2 separate regions of the Zea mays genome follow, and region 2 is linked to region 1. Evidence: chromatin contacts called from public Hi-C data. All regions are on one chromosome and are shown on one strand. The core of a region is the stretch at or near the end of the contact, and the rest is flanking DNA. Distances in the headings are between cores, read along the strand shown. Region 1 holds the start of LOC103637402 (alpha/beta-Hydrolases superfamily protein). Region 2 holds the start of LOC100285356 (ABC-type Co2+ transport system, permease component).

The links. Hi-C and Micro-C count contacts between places; a contact is called where the count stands out from the background.
Region 2: a Hi-C map of ear shows a contact between it and region 1, with 7 times the contacts expected there. The contact joins the promoter of LOC100285356 here to the promoter of LOC103637402 in region 1. A contact is called at or near these places in 12 of 25 Hi-C or Micro-C datasets (bundle sheath, ear, endosperm and 6 more).

What each region holds. Positions count from the first base shown.
Region 1 is chr1:82,836,374-82,843,921 of Zm-B73-REFERENCE-NAM-5.0, reverse strand. LOC103637402 (alpha/beta-Hydrolases superfamily protein) reads left to right here and starts at 3,685. Exons shown (of 3, transcript XM_008659607.4): 1 at 3,685-4,858; 2 at 4,946-5,145; 3 at 6,649-7,334. The coding sequence starts at 3,983. The coding sequence ends at 6,970. LOC103637411 (a long non-coding RNA gene) reads right to left here. Exons shown (of 4, transcript XR_558157.3): 2 at 7,492-7,548; 3 at 7,324-7,401; 4 at 6,395-7,227.
Region 2 is chr1:83,211,714-83,219,062 of Zm-B73-REFERENCE-NAM-5.0, reverse strand. LOC100285356 (ABC-type Co2+ transport system, permease component) reads left to right here and starts at 4,724. Exons shown (of 1, transcript NM_001158248.2): 1 at 4,724-5,584. The coding sequence starts at 4,785. The coding sequence ends at 5,429. It overlaps LOC103637470 (C-terminal binding protein AN), which reads right to left. Exons shown (of 7, transcript XM_008659655.4): 6 at 6,058-6,174; 7 at 5,554-5,918. The coding sequence ends at 5,847. LOC100384693 reads left to right here and starts at 1,248. Exons shown (of 6, transcript NM_001177169.2): 1 at 1,248-2,044; 2 at 2,454-2,558; 3 at 2,700-2,822; 4 at 3,139-3,535; 5 at 3,639-3,845; 6 at 3,932-4,162. The coding sequence starts at 1,293. The coding sequence ends at 4,000.

The sequences.
Region 1 (7,548 bases), core at 2,436-4,935:
TTCGACGAAGGGGCACTCGGAAGGGCCACTTTGTCCTACCTCCGTCGGCGCCTGCACAATCTGAAGCTCGAGTACTGATCATTCCGGTTGGTGATAGGTACTCACGTTTGGCCACTTTGTTCTTACTTATTTGTTTATTTTACACTATATATATGACATGACTTTCTTGTTTTTTGTCATGCAGCCAATGGGAAGACACGTCATTTGACGGTCGAGGTCACCATAGACAGGTTAATCAAGTCTTAGGTAACCTCTGTCGTCTACATAACCCAGGAATTGTCACCGACCCGAAAGGTGTGGTGGTTCCTTGCACTAGCTGGTCGCACTTCGTACTGGCTCCACATGCTACATATGGAACAGCTCAAGGCGCCGTCAAGCACGACTTTTGGGTAATTTTTTCGAACTAACATTTATTAGTTGTTTCAACCTAACATTTATTAGTTGTTTTTGAACTAATTTTATTTTCGATGTTGGACAGAGACGCTATCGTGTGGAACCTGAGGCTCAAGAGCATGCAGACCGAGTATTAGAGAAAAATGCGAAAAAGGTGTGCAGGGATGCATTTTCCAATGCTCGTCTACAGGTTGTGAACGCGTACATGAAGCACCGAGGTCATTCTATCAACAACTTTCGACAATATTCAGATGTCTACTTGACTGTAGACCAGTACATGGAGGTAAAAATCTAATTTAACAGCTCATTCAGATGTGAATGTAATTTTGAGCTAACGCTTTATATGCAGGTAACTCTTCCATGGATGGAACACCGGCCGCAGGCTTACAAGGCTTTGTGTGAGATATGGGCTTCGCCCGAGTGGATTGAGAAGTCAAACAGAAATCGACATAGACAGCGCCATCAGCAGGACGAGGACGATGATGAGGTCGTAGTCAACCATACCTATGGGGCTGATGGACACATTCGGTTGGCTAAGCGAATGGTGAGTATGTAGTATTCTGTTTTACTCAGAAATGAAATAGGATTGAACTCATATATTTGCAGGAGGCTCAAACTGGAGTTGTCCCAAGCCCAATCGATGTTTATAGGAGAGGGCATCGAGCGAAAAACAGTGAAATCTCCGATGAGCTGTGTAGTCAAGCGACCGTTGAGCGTATGGTTAGTTGTTGTTATGATTAATGTTTTCTTCCCATATAGCTATAAATTACATGTGTGTTGAACCTTCATATTGTATTGCAGGAGACATATGGACAGGAGATGGTTAAGAAGTATGGAGAAGACTACGATTGGCGAGGAGCGCCTACCATCGACGCTGAGGTTGTGCATTCACTTGGCGGCAAGGCGCATGGACGGTATGAACTTGTGAATTGTTTTCAATAATATTGAAACTACGACCGAATAGCTAATTTTCTTGTTCTTAAAGATATTCTATGTTTACCGGTGTTATCGATTCGACGGAGTTGCGTTCTCGTGGCGGCTCTTCGTCGCAGGCGGGCTGTGGTAGTAGCAGCCGTAGTCGCCGCTCTGTATCTAGCATGGAGGAAGCTATGAGGGAGCAGCAAGAAAAGTTTCGTGAAGAGATGCGGCAACAACAAATGGCATTTCTCCAACAGCAATCAGAGTACATGGCTGCTTACAACGCACAGGCGCAACAAGCAATGAACGTGAGTGTCTTATTTATTCTCAACACGCTCGATATTGGTTCTATAACTAATATATTATATTTGCAACAGTCTTGGTTTCCACAGCAGGCACAACAGCAACCATTTGTTTTCCCTCAATTTCAGCCGCCGATGCCTCAGTGGGGATTACATGCTCCGCCACCTCCACCTCCACCTCAGGTTATTCAATTTAGTTAAGACTTGTCGTTTGTATCAACCTAATTGTCAAATCTTTACTAAACTTGATTTTGTAGGGATCCGGGGTCATGGGCCACAACACGCCACCACCGGTCATACCAGCACCAGGAGCTTATGCAGGGGAGGGAGCTTATGCAGGAGAGGTTAGTTTGAGAAACAATTTGTTTGAATAGTCGTTATACATGTAACCAATGCCGTTATTAATGTCATCTTTTTTTTAGGATCCAACCCCGTTACACGACTTCGTCGACCAGTTATTGGCTTCTGGAGGTAGTGGACACAACTCCAACGACCCCAATGTGTGATTAAGTTAGCTTTGTGTCGCACTGTGTTGTAATGAACTATTTTGTGGACTTTATGTTTGTATGGACTATTTGTGGACTTTATATTTGTATGGACTCAAGTTTTATGTTGTGAACTCAAGTATGAATTTTCTGTGATTGTATGGAATTTCTGTTATTGTATGAATTTTGTATGAAATTCTGTTATTTTTCGCATTTTTTTTCATTTTTTTTTTTTGCTCTGAAATTAGTAATTTTCGGCGGCCCCTCTAGCCGTTGAAAATAGGTATTTTATTTTCGGCAGTTGTTATTTCTGGCGGCTGACTGGCTAGCCGCCGAAAATAAACTGTTATTTTCGGCGGCCAGGTAGCCAGCCGCCGAAAATAAGTTATTTTCGGCGGCCAGACACTGGCCGCCGGTTTTTTTTGGCGGCCAGAAGCCGCCGAAAATGACTGTAGCTGTTGTAGTGATCTAAACAAGGACAGTTGATGCATGGTGTTGAGTCGCGAATTTTTTTCCAGATATACGGACGTAGACGAATCCGATATTGGCTAGTGCGAGCAGCAACGTGCTAGCTAGACGCCTAGGTGAACAAGAACAAGGGTGATCCTCCGGTCCAGCATGCAGCTACACCGCACACACTACAAAGCCATGTGCGAACTACGGAACGCTCCTGCAAATGTTCGGCCACGTTCCCCTCTTTCAAAAAAAACGCGCGTATGCATTCTGGCTGCGAGTACTACTTGAGAATCGTATTTGGAGCCCGTATATCCCGAGAAAACAGAATTGCAGACGTGGCAAATAGCTTGCGTGTAGTTAGAAATAACAATAAATTCTAAATTTTAGTTTGGGAGCGAGAAAACCGGGGGATTGGATGGACTTGATTCTCTTTCTTATTTAAAATTAAATAAGAAGGGGAATCTAACCCTTCTAATTCTTTTCGATTTTATAGCTTCTAAAACTAAAAGATTTAAGGATTAGACCATTTTAGGATTGGACCATATTTCTATTTATTTTTAAACTAAAAATTATTTAGACCTCTATTATTTTACGAAAAAATATTTGGATTGCGATCCATTAGCACACCTGTTTGCAGGTGGTGCCTTGCGGACACCGATCGGGCAGCCGGTTCGGAGATTCGGAGCGTGCGTACGTGTGAATACCGTCAGAAGTTCAGAACACGTGGCAACAGAAAAAAAACATCATTTCCATCTGTATATAGTGCATGTTTTCGTATTATATACGTACCTTGAAAGAGTCCTGTCCGATGGCGCTTCGTGACCGCCGATCAGGGCCGAGCGTCAACGGCGACGCCAACAACAATGGCTCAGAACAACAAAAATAATGGCGCGCGTGTGCTCTCGCTGTCTCGTTGTTTCCATTGACTTGTTGGATTCCAATTCCAAGGAGGAAAAAGGAGTACTGTACTGTAAAGAATCTTGCCATGGCAAGTTTACCAAGTGAAACAATGGTTTCTGATTTCAACATTAATTTTTTCTTTCTTGCGTTTTACTACCAGGCAGCAACACATTCTAGACTCCCGTAGACGGAAGCAAGGACCGTCTGGCCGTCTACCTATGCTATGAATGGCCTCTGAGCTGAGCTTGGGCGGGCTGCCTGCCTGCCTGCCTGCCCGCCCGCGCTACCCGCTGCTCCAGTCCAGAGCCCAAGCCAAGCCTTGCGCGGTGCGCGCACCAGTTGGCCGTGTCAGTTCAACTACCACCAACCCCTGCGCTTTAATGCGGGAGCACCATCAATTCACTCTCACTCACTCGCCACGCACCGCTCGCTGCGCTGCAACCTCTGCTCCTTTTACCACCGGTCCGCCACCACCTTCCCTGCGCTGCTAGAGCCTTCCTGGCGGCGGCGGCGGCGGCGTGGATCGATATGGGCGCCGCGGCGCGGTCGGCATTGGCGTCCGCCGGCCGTGCGGCGAACGAGGCCGTGAGCTTCGTGGTGTTCCTGCTGCTGGACGCGCTGGAGGCGCTGCTGTGCGTGGCGTACAGGGTGGCGGACTACGTGGCGGAGGGCGCGTGGCGGCCCTGCTACTGCGCGCGCCCGTCCCCGGCGTCGTCGTCGGGCCCCGCAGGTGGGAAGATCGTCGTGTCGGAGCGGGGAGGCTCCAAGGTGGTCAGCATGCTGTCCGCCACCAGGCTGCACCTCGAGGACATCTCCGACACGCTGTACGCGCGCCGCCGCTCCGTGCTCGCGGTCGCGGGGGCGGCGTTTTCCTCCCCGCGGCGCGCGGCGGCGGGGGTCACCGTGCACTCCGCCCCCATCGTGCAGATGATGCTGCGGGGCAAGGCCGGCGGAGACGGCAGCAACAAGTACCCGTCGCCGCGCTGGTCCGACTGCCACTGCGCCAACTGCAACCCGGCGGACACGGGCCGCCTCTTCGTGCACGTCGAGGCGCCACCAGCTGGCGACGGCGGCGTGGCGACGGAGGAGGACGTGCTGTTCATCCACGGCTTCATCTCGTCGTCGGGGTTCTGGACCCAGACGGTGCTCCCGCACGTGAGCCCCGAGGCGCGGTCCCGGCGGCGGCTGTTCGCCGTGGACCTCCTGGGGTTCGGCCGCAGCCCCAAGCCGGCGGACTCGCTGTACACGCTGCGGGAGCACGTGGAGATGATCGAGCGGTCCGTGATCGAGCGCCACGGGGTCAAGTCCTTCCACATCGTGGCGCACTCGCTGGGCTCCATCCTCGCGCTCGCGCTCGCCGTCAGGTACCCCGCCGCGGTCAAGTCCCTCACGCTCGTCGCGCCGGTACGTGTAGTGTTCTCGACATCATCTCATTCCGCGTGCGCTCTCTCTGTCTCTCTCTCTCTGACGCTAGCGCTAGCGCTAATGCAGCCGTACTTCCCGGTGCCGCGCGGGGAGGTCGGCACGCAGTACGTGCTGCGGACGGTGGCGCCGCGGCGGGTGTGGCCGGCCATCGCGTTCGGCGCCTCCGTGGCCTGCTGGTACGAGCACCTCAGCCGCACCGTCAGCATCGTGCTCTGCAAGCACCACCGCCTCTGGGAGCTCGCCTTCCGCGTCTTCACCCTCTACAGGTACGTCGCTCGCGTACGTGGATGAAATAATAATAATAATAATAATAATAATAATAATAATAATAATAATAATAATAATAATAATAATAATAATAATAATAATAATAATAATAATAATAATAATAATAAGTAGTAGTAGTAGTAGCAATAACAGTAATAATAAGGGGAAAATTCAAGGAGTTCAGTGCGCATCTGCGAGGTGAAATTAGGTCAGCGACCGACCGGCTCAACGGCATTTTCTTTGCATCCAACAAGAGGTTTTTGTTGGGTCATGGTTCACGATACGCCGCGCATATGGCCATCTTCCTCCATTCCATTGGTTCGGTTTGATTTGCACAAACCTACGGGCTAGTACTAATCAAGCTCACAGAGGAGACCATCATATCAATAGGATCTCAAGGGTACTCCACTCCACTCTCTTCGTACTGCAGCATTTAGGACCTCCGGTAGGGCCCAGCTGAGCCTGCGCCGCTTCGTCGATGTGATCAATGGCAGTTAATAGGGTGCATAGGAACCAGTTGACCGCGGTCTACCGTTCGGGTGCTTCTGTTGAGCTTGAGGGCCGGCCGGCCATCTGCCGGTCCACCGCCGGTGCCGTGTGGCATGGCCAGCCCACTGACCAACCTACTGCGCCCCAGCTACTCGGCTGATTTCACTAAATCCTATAGATCTCTTGGACCGTTATAAACTGCGACTCGATTTAATTCTATGACAAGTAAAAGGGTTTTCTAGTTTCGGTCAAATTTGTATAAAAAGATATATAACGTCTGTTACATCAAAGAAGATTCATCGCAGGCGTCGTGTGATATATTTTGACAGTGGATTTGTTTGGTATTGTAGATGTTGACACTTTTTTTTGATAAATTTGATCAAACCTCGATTAGTTTAACTTAGAACCAAACAAAAAGAAGTTGTAAAATTTAAAATAGAGGTACTGTCAGACTCAGGCCACGCAAGGCAGCATAAGTTCTGCGGAACATTTTGGGGTGGGATTTTTTTTACGTTTCTTGTATGAATATGGTTTTAAGAATGTTTTTATTTCTTCAAAGCTTTCAATGCTCCACAACGTTTGCTGGAGAGAGTCAGAGAGAGAGAGCAACTTACTTTCGTAGGAAACAAACGCAAGTATCGTTCATTTTTAGATCCAACAGCCAACAGGGTTTTTTTTTCACGAAATGGTGCATCGTCCTACTAATGCCTAAAGGTAAGCTAGCGTATTTAGCAGCGTAAGAATCAAAGGAAATGGCCATTAATCGTCCAACACCCCCGCTCCCAGCAAGATTTGGTTAAGCGTGCCATAAAAGGAGCGGATACAGATCATCGTCTCTCCATTCAGATGTATCCAGCGGGGTGCGGGTGCACGTACTCCCAACTACCAACTAAAAACAAGCACAGCAGCACGGTTTGGTTTGACTGTTTGAGAGACACGGTTGTTGTTGTTGTTGTTGTTTTTTCCGGTTAACCAACCATTCGTCGTGCTGTGCTCCTTCTCCCTACGGGCAGGGTACGGACGTACCTGATGGACGGCTTCTTCTGCCACACGCACATCGCGTCGTGGCACACCCTCCACAACATCATCTGCGGCAGCGCGGGCAAGATCGACGGGTGGCTCGAGGTGGTCAGGGACCAGCTCGCCTGCGACGTCACCGTCTACCACGGCAGCGACGACGAGCTCCTCCCCGTGCAGTGCAGCCACGCGGTCAAGGCCAAGGTCCCGCGCGCCCAGGTCAGGGTCATCGACGGCAAGGACCACGTCACCATCGTCGTCGGACGCCAGAAGGACCTGGCCAGGGAGCTGGAGGAGATATGGGACAGGAGACGGTGAGGTTGCTGGGTGGGTGGTTTATAGGATGAACGAAGCCACAGCCTGCAAAAGGATGTGTCTTATTACGAAAGAAGAAAATGGGTGCCAACACGCGACAACGAGTTTCCTAATGGAGGCTACAGGAACGAAATATAAGGGCAAAAGGGTTCGAGAGAGAGAGAGATGTGAAGAGTACTTAATTACATTTACCCTTTTTTTATGTCTTGGACTTGTTCTCAGGTTTTCATATTGAAGGCCGAGAAAATTTCTTGCCCGGCCTGTGTGTAATTATGATATAAATGATTAGTCGTTTCAGACTTTCAGTTGTAATCCCTGAACAGAATGTGACATGAACCGGTTTGTGGAGCTTGTACCTTTTTTCTTCTCCGCTTTCTGGTCCATTCCTCCCCTTTTTGTTCTTATTATCACCCTTACCTCTTACCCGTGCACTCCTGCAAGATATAAAACTATATATGATAATATACAATGAGAAATGAATCATGTATGAAAACGCAAGATCACGAATCACTCAAATATAGTACCAAAACTGAAGATGAGTTTTTGACGTCTTGCACGGTCGATGCTTCCATCTCGGCACT
Region 2 (7,349 bases), core at 3,475-5,974, 370 kb before region 1:
GGCCCTGACTTGAACCGCGCTTTATCAGTTGTTTATGGTTTGTTCTGAAGATGTTTTCCGGCCGTGTTTAGGAGTATTGGGGGTACCCCTAATTACGGTACCCGACAACTATAATATTTTTATAGTATTCTAAGCAAAACTGGTTTAGAGACCAAGTATATGAAACCATGTTATTTAGTATACATGTGCAAGATGCTAGCCATAGACAAAAACTTTGGGTTGAAGTGAAGTTTCAAATACTCCAAAATATACCATGATAACTACAAAACCACGGTATTCAAAACAGAGTTTTTTTACAATGTAGCCAAACACCTATTTGCAAAAAATATCATGGTATTCTATAATATCATGGTTTTTGCGTCAAAACAAAAAAAAATGCTTCTAAACACCCCTAAAATGAAACCCAACTAGTAAACCAGAATGGTCTCTTTACGAGGGTGTTCGTTTGATATTATAATCTGACCAGATTATATAATCTAATAGATTTTAAACTAAGTGTTAGTTTAAAATTTATTAAATTATATAATCTAAGCAGATTATAATCTCAAACAAACATCCTCTATAACACGTAATAATTTCCTTGCGACAATGAATTTTGTTTTCCGAAACCGCATGATTTCATCTAACCTAACAAACTTTTGTCATTTCTATCATTGTTTGTGAGCAGCAAACAAGACAATAAGTATGATTTGCCAAGTTAAGGTCATATATTAAGATCCCCTTTCAATACATTAGTTGTTTTTTTAATCTTTGCTACCGTTTGATTTATTCTTCTCTAAGTATAAATGAACTAGCACTTTTTTACTGTACTATGCATGAGGTCAATCACGTCACGTAGCAGAGGACCTATATTGGCCTTTCTCACTCACGTTTGAGTTAAATTAAAAAAAACTGTATTTCTCAGTCAAGACAAATTAGTTAGATTTGAAAACGAGAGGGTTCTCAACTTGACGGCGTATTCGTTTGAAATTTATTTTTATGTTTTACGATATTATTCTTTCAGAATACGGTTGGGGTGCAGATATGAATAGAGGCTGTATTTATGTATATACGCTACTTGTTTTTTTACTAGAAGAAAAAAAATCACTCCACAAGCCTCGCCCACAAGTAACCAATGGGCTCTCTTGTGTCGCGATTGTGCAACAAATTTGAACTATACTTTCAACTCGATAATCAATCTAAACGGTAGTGCCTTTAACTGGAAAACCCTAATTAAATGGCAACTGATCAACCTACAGCTACAAGCTTACAACTCCACGAGCTTCCACGGCTCAGCGTCGGCGCGCAGGGCCATGACAGCTCCGAGGGCGCTACCAGTACCACCGCACACCGCGCGGCGCGCCCAGGGCCGCCACCCCCGTTCCACGCCTGCGCCGCCGCCGCCGCCGCGCCACCATCTCCATCCACAGCAGCAGGGGGCCACGGCGTCCGTGCTGGGCGTCGGCGTCCCGAGAGCCTGGCTCTCGCAGCGCACCCCAGTCCTCGGCCTCCGCGCCTGGGTCCTCGTCGCCGCAGGCGCTGCGGCGGCCGCCCTCGCCCTCTTCTGCCTCGCCGTCTGCCTCTGCCGCCGCTGCAGCCGGCGCCGCGCACCGCGCCTGGCCCCGTGCCCGCATCGGCCCGGCGCCAGCAAGTCCCTCAAGCACCGCGTGCATGCGCACCATCAAGCAGCGACAATGCCGCCGCTCCCGCCGCCGGCCAACAAGGACGCCGAGGAGGCTGCCGCTCGCTGGCGCCCCGCTTCGTTCGAACAGCCGCCGATCCAGGCCATCAAGGCGGAGCAGAAGGCGCCGCTGATCCTCGCGGAGCATTTCGCGAATTCGACGAGCGGCGAGAGCACCGCGAGCGACCAGGGCGGCAGCGATGCGGAGGTTCCAGAGGCGGCGCGGCGCGGGTGGGGCCGGCGGTACACGCGCCGCGAGATGGAGGAGGCCACGGGCGGGCTCGCCGCCGCCAACATGGTGGGCGAAGGCGGGTACGGCGTCGTGTTCAGGGGCGTGCTCCGCGACGGCACCGCCGTCGCCATCAAAAACCTCCACAACAACAGGTTGGCTTCTTCCCTCCGCTTCAGGATTTGTTCGGTTGGATCCGAACTCCGAAGCGTGAGCAGAAACTACACGCAAAGCTTTTCTAGTCTGGTCGCGATCGTATTTTTCAGTTTTTTTGCTTGCTGGATCTGATGCTGAAAAACCTCTCGTTTCATTTTTTTTAAAAAAGAAAAGTTTATTATCACCAAATATGTGCTTGATGCCCGCGAGAATAGATCGAGGTGGTTGGCACGTTTCGATTTGGATTAAATTGCTTCACGTTTCCTCCTGTGTACACAAACAAATTCAAGTTCTATCCACTCTTCAGATCAGTGTCAGATGAACCGCGTAATTAGCCACGCCAGTGATCGTATGAATCGATCATTTTACAACAAAAAAAAAATCATCAGTTGCTGTATACTTGATCAGGGGTCAGGCCGAGAAAGATTTTCGAATGGAGGTTCAGACAATCGGGCGCGTCCGGCACAAGAACCTGGTGAGTTTGCTCGGCTACTGCAGCGAGGGAGCTTGCAGGTACAGTGCAAATTACCATTACCATTACCATTGTATCTAAACGAGACATGAATGTACCTCATCGGCAGTACGTTGATCCAAAGAGTTGTTGTGTCCCCCCCCCCCCCCCCCCCCCCCCCCCCCCCCCCATCGTCACTTCAGGATGCTTGTTTACGAGTACATGGAGAAGAGTAATCTGGACAAGTGGCTGCACCACGACGACAGCGAAACCAGCTCACTGACCTGGGACATCAGGATGCGCATACTCCTTGGAACGGCCAGAGGGTAAAACAACGCTTTCTTTTTGCTTTTATCCGTACTTCTTCACTACTAGCCTGCCTGCCCTGCCCATCCATCTAATGTCCTCCGGACTGAAATTATGATGGCCAGAAAACGTTAGCACTTTGTTGACACGGCACGGCAGTACTGGTCTTGCTGTTTTAATGGGCATGATTAGGGGGAGTGGCGAGTTGCGTCTGAAAGCAACACTGTCTGCCTGCCCTCTGCTCCTGTGTCCTCTGTAGTACCAGTTTGTCACAGCTGTCGAAACCTGGATTTCTACGCAGACGGAGACACTCATGTACAGTTTGTGAGGTTTCAGGCTGGCCTACCTCCACGAGGGTCTGGAGCCCAAGATAGTTCACCGCGACATCAAGTCCAGCAACATCCTCCTGGACCGGCAGTGGAGCGCCAAGGTGTCGGACTTCGGGCTCGCCAAGCTCCTCTGCTCGGAGAGGTCCTACGTCACCACCCGTGTCGTGGGAACGTTCGGGTCGGTGTCGCTTTTTCTCTGTTTTTTTTTCGCAGGGAGAGAGGGCTGTTGTTTCAGTTCAAGGGAGTTCGTCATCGTCTCCCGCGTGCGTTGCAGGTACGTGGCGCCGGAGTACGCCGAGACCGGGATGTTGAACGAGAGGAGCGACGTCTACAGCTTCGGAGTGCTCGCGATGGAGGTCATGACCGGCAGGACTCCAGTGGACTACACTAGACCAGCCGACGAGGTGGGCTACCACTAATTGGTGTTTGAAAGCATGTGCTACTGCTCGTTAGCTCCATGCATGTGTCCAAACATGCTCTAGATCGCTGCTGCTCTTCTCTCCTCAGGTGAACCTGGTGGAGTGGCTGAAGCGCATGGTCGCCGACCGGAGGGTGGAGGAGGTGCTGGACCCGAGGCTGCCGGAGCCGCCGCCGTCCAAGGCGCTGAAGCGGGCGGTCCTGGCCGCGCTCCGGTGCGTGGACCCGGACGGCAGCCAGAGACCCACGATGGCGCACGTGGTCCATATGCTCGAAGACGACCAGATTCTCAGAGACGTACGGCGATGCCCCGTGTGTGTAATGTCAGGTTGAGCTTCACGGTGTTCTCGCTCTGACAGTGACCGCTTTGAAAATGCCTGCAGGAATTCAAGCTCGCGCGGGATCTGTCTCCTCGGGAGTCGGATAGCTACGAACGCGAACACAGCAGGTGATGGATGGGAGGCAGGGCAGCAGTCTGGGACAGGGACAGGACACTGGGAGGGATGTTAATAATAGCAAGATGTTTTTGGTACAAGTTGAGATCTCTTGCCTTGTAAGATTGTACGTATGTGACACCTTTGGTTAATAACAGGCATACGGTATTCTTGATCATCAACAACAGTGCCACCAGCTAATCCTCCTCCATCAGCCCGCTATGCGTTGCCAGTTGCCACTTTGTGAAGGAAGAACCATCACATGGTGCTGCGCAGTACCTGAATCCGAGCACTATAAGGCCCTGTTCGGTTTCCACTGATTGGAGATCCGGAATAATTCCTAGCCAAATTATTTCTCTCATTTATATAAATTTTGATGAGCTGGAACGAATCTAGGTTTATTCCTATGCAAACGAACGGGCCCTAAACTGAAAAACATGTTCTTTTTTGAGCTGGCCTGGATACTAAAATTTGTCCAGCTTGGGCCTCCTCCCCATACACGGCCCGGACTTGAGCCCCATCTCATATCCTCACATCGCCCTTTTCACTAGCAGCAGGGTCTGCGTTTCCTGACCTGGGATATTTGCTGTGGGTCCGCACGAGATATTTTCCTGTGGGGCCGGCCGATCTGTGTCATGCGAAACCAAAAGGCATTATCTTATCTCCAACGCATGTACTACGCGCCACAGCTCGCTCAAGGCGATAAGGCCATTTATCATCGGCGAAACCACGCACTAAAACACCATACCGCGCGTGAGAGCTCGTCGTCGTTTCCGACGGTGAAGCCACGCGGAGGATAGCCATGGCCGCCTTACTCCACCAAGCGGCTACCCCGACCGCAAAACCACCCCACCGCCCATGGGCTCTCAACTCCACACACAGCCGCCTCTCACCGCTCTCTAAACGACGGCGCGCCCCAGCCATCCGCTCGGCGGCCACGGACAGCAGCTTCAGCTCCGGCGAGACGCCGTCCAAGAAGACCACCCGGAAGGAGAAGCAACAGGAGCGGCGGCGGCAGCAGGACGTGCAGGAACGGCAGCAGCAGCTCCTGGGGATGGAAGAAGCGTCCCTGGCGAAGCAAGACGGCGGCGGCAGCAACGGCGAGGTTGACGACGACGACGAGCTTCCGCAGCCCGTGTTCGACCGCATCCTGCGCCGGATCGCGTTCACGGTGGGCCTTCCCATGGCGTCGGGCGTCGCGCTGCTCAACGTGTACGACGCGCTCAAGCGCGGCCAGGGGGTGGTGGTGCCATCGTGGGTGCCATTGCTGACCATCCTCGTCGCCTTCGGCACGTCGGCGCTGGGTATCGCCTACGGCACGCTGTCGGCTAGCTGGGACCCCGACAAGGAAGGGTCGCTGCTCGGCATCGACGAGGCCCGGGCCAACTGGCCCGTGCTGTGGCAGGAAGAGATTGAGAAGCAGAAGGCAAAGCAGAAGAAGAAATGACCGGCTGGACATGAGACTGAAAATCTTGCGCACCTTGCTACTGATCATGTAATATTCGTTGGGGGTATCGATCCTACCTTTCAGTAAAAAGAAAATATAAATTAGCTGAGTAATACACAAGTACTGAATTTTGAATAGAGAATACTATAATAGCGATTGCTTGTCACACTGTATAATTAAAATACAATAGACACAGCTTACAACAAACAGACAGTAAAAAAACAAACAAACTAAAAAAGACTGCGTTGCGAGTCCATGTCCATGCAGATGCAGTAGAACAGCCAAAACTGAGACTTGGCAAGAGAGACTCAGAGAAGACCTAACCCGAGGATAGCAGTTGGCAGCATAAGCCTAAATTGTTCTATAGAAACAACATAGCCTTAAAATGTTCTCTAAATATAGCATAGCCTTGATGTATTAATCAAGCCACCGAACGACACCATCTTCACTCGGAGCTCCAAGGACCTCAATATAGACCCCAAGTACAGCCTTCAGAAAAAATTAACCACCAGGAAAGGTATAAACAACACATGGAATCAGTGCAAGTAGTTCGTTTCGTCTGACTACTGGGGATATTTGTGTATGTTAAGTTTATCCTGCTTAGAATGGCAAGGATGAATGAACGTACCATAGCATTTTTGCGATTAACAAGTTTGCAGTATTCTGAAAGGCACCCTTCCAGCATCCAGCTCTCACAAACATCAAAAGAATGACTTGCGAAGACGAACTCCATCTTATTATTAGCCTGACAATGCAATAAAAGACAGTCCAACATTTAGAAACATCAACGGCGATCAAATATTTCACTTTAGAAGATGAACACATTTACTTCCCATTCTCTTTTATTTGGCATTTGACAAACTGTCTTGGAAGGTTATTTAGACAAACATGAGATGGCTACATGCCCGTAATGGACTAATTAATCTGCTTTATGTTCCACATTAGATTTGTCTGTCTCATGAATCACCCCCCATTTATTTTGGTTGCCAATTGAACAAAGACGCCTTGTAGACTGTAGTGTACACTAAATGCAGATAAGATATGGGAACTCTGGAGATATCTTTTCAATTCCTAATACACTGAATATGGGGTTATATGCATGGGTAATTAGTAATTTAGTACAAACCAAACATGGTAGCTACGATTCTCAACCTTTTAAGCTTGAAGCTACAAATCAAGTATGATAAAGTGCACATGTACATCATCAAAAACAACAAAAAGGATGAAACAAGGAGAGCAGTTTAGCAGATAGCAACACTACACCTTTTGAACAAATCCTGCAGTCAATTAGATAACTGAGAACATGGAATAAAGGTATTGTTAGACTGTGTGTGGGCCGGCACCACTATTGAGCTGCTGGCCCATTAGGGTTAGGGTTAAGTCTCTATATGTATGTACCCCACTCCTCTATGCAATATATCAAGCACTTACAATATTCTACATGGTATCCAAGGATTAGGGTTAGGCTTTCTCCTACCACCTCCCACACTAGCCGCCGGCTGCTTCCACACCTAGGACCAGCCGCCGCCCCCCGGGAGGCTCATCCTTCCCTCCCGAGGGCGGCCACACCCTAGCCGCCGGCCCTCTCAAACTGCACCTCGAGCCTCCCCTCGCCGGCCATGGAGGTCATCGCCGGTCGCCTCTGCAGCTCGCCTCCAACACCGCCCCTCCTCTGCTTGCCGGCTCCGCTCCTCCTCCGCCGGCCTCTGGCGGGCACGACCCCGGCCACCCCCGCTCCCGACGCGGACGTCCGCCCTGCCCCCAACCTCCTCCACCGGTCGTCGGCCGCCGCGCACGGTAGTTCCCCTAGCGCAAGCTTGCTCTCTCTCCTCTCCTAGCTCGGCGTAGGCCCCTGCACAACGCGGTCGCCCCTCCCCGGCCACGGCGCGGAGCGCGCCCCTCCAGGCTGTGCCGCCGCCA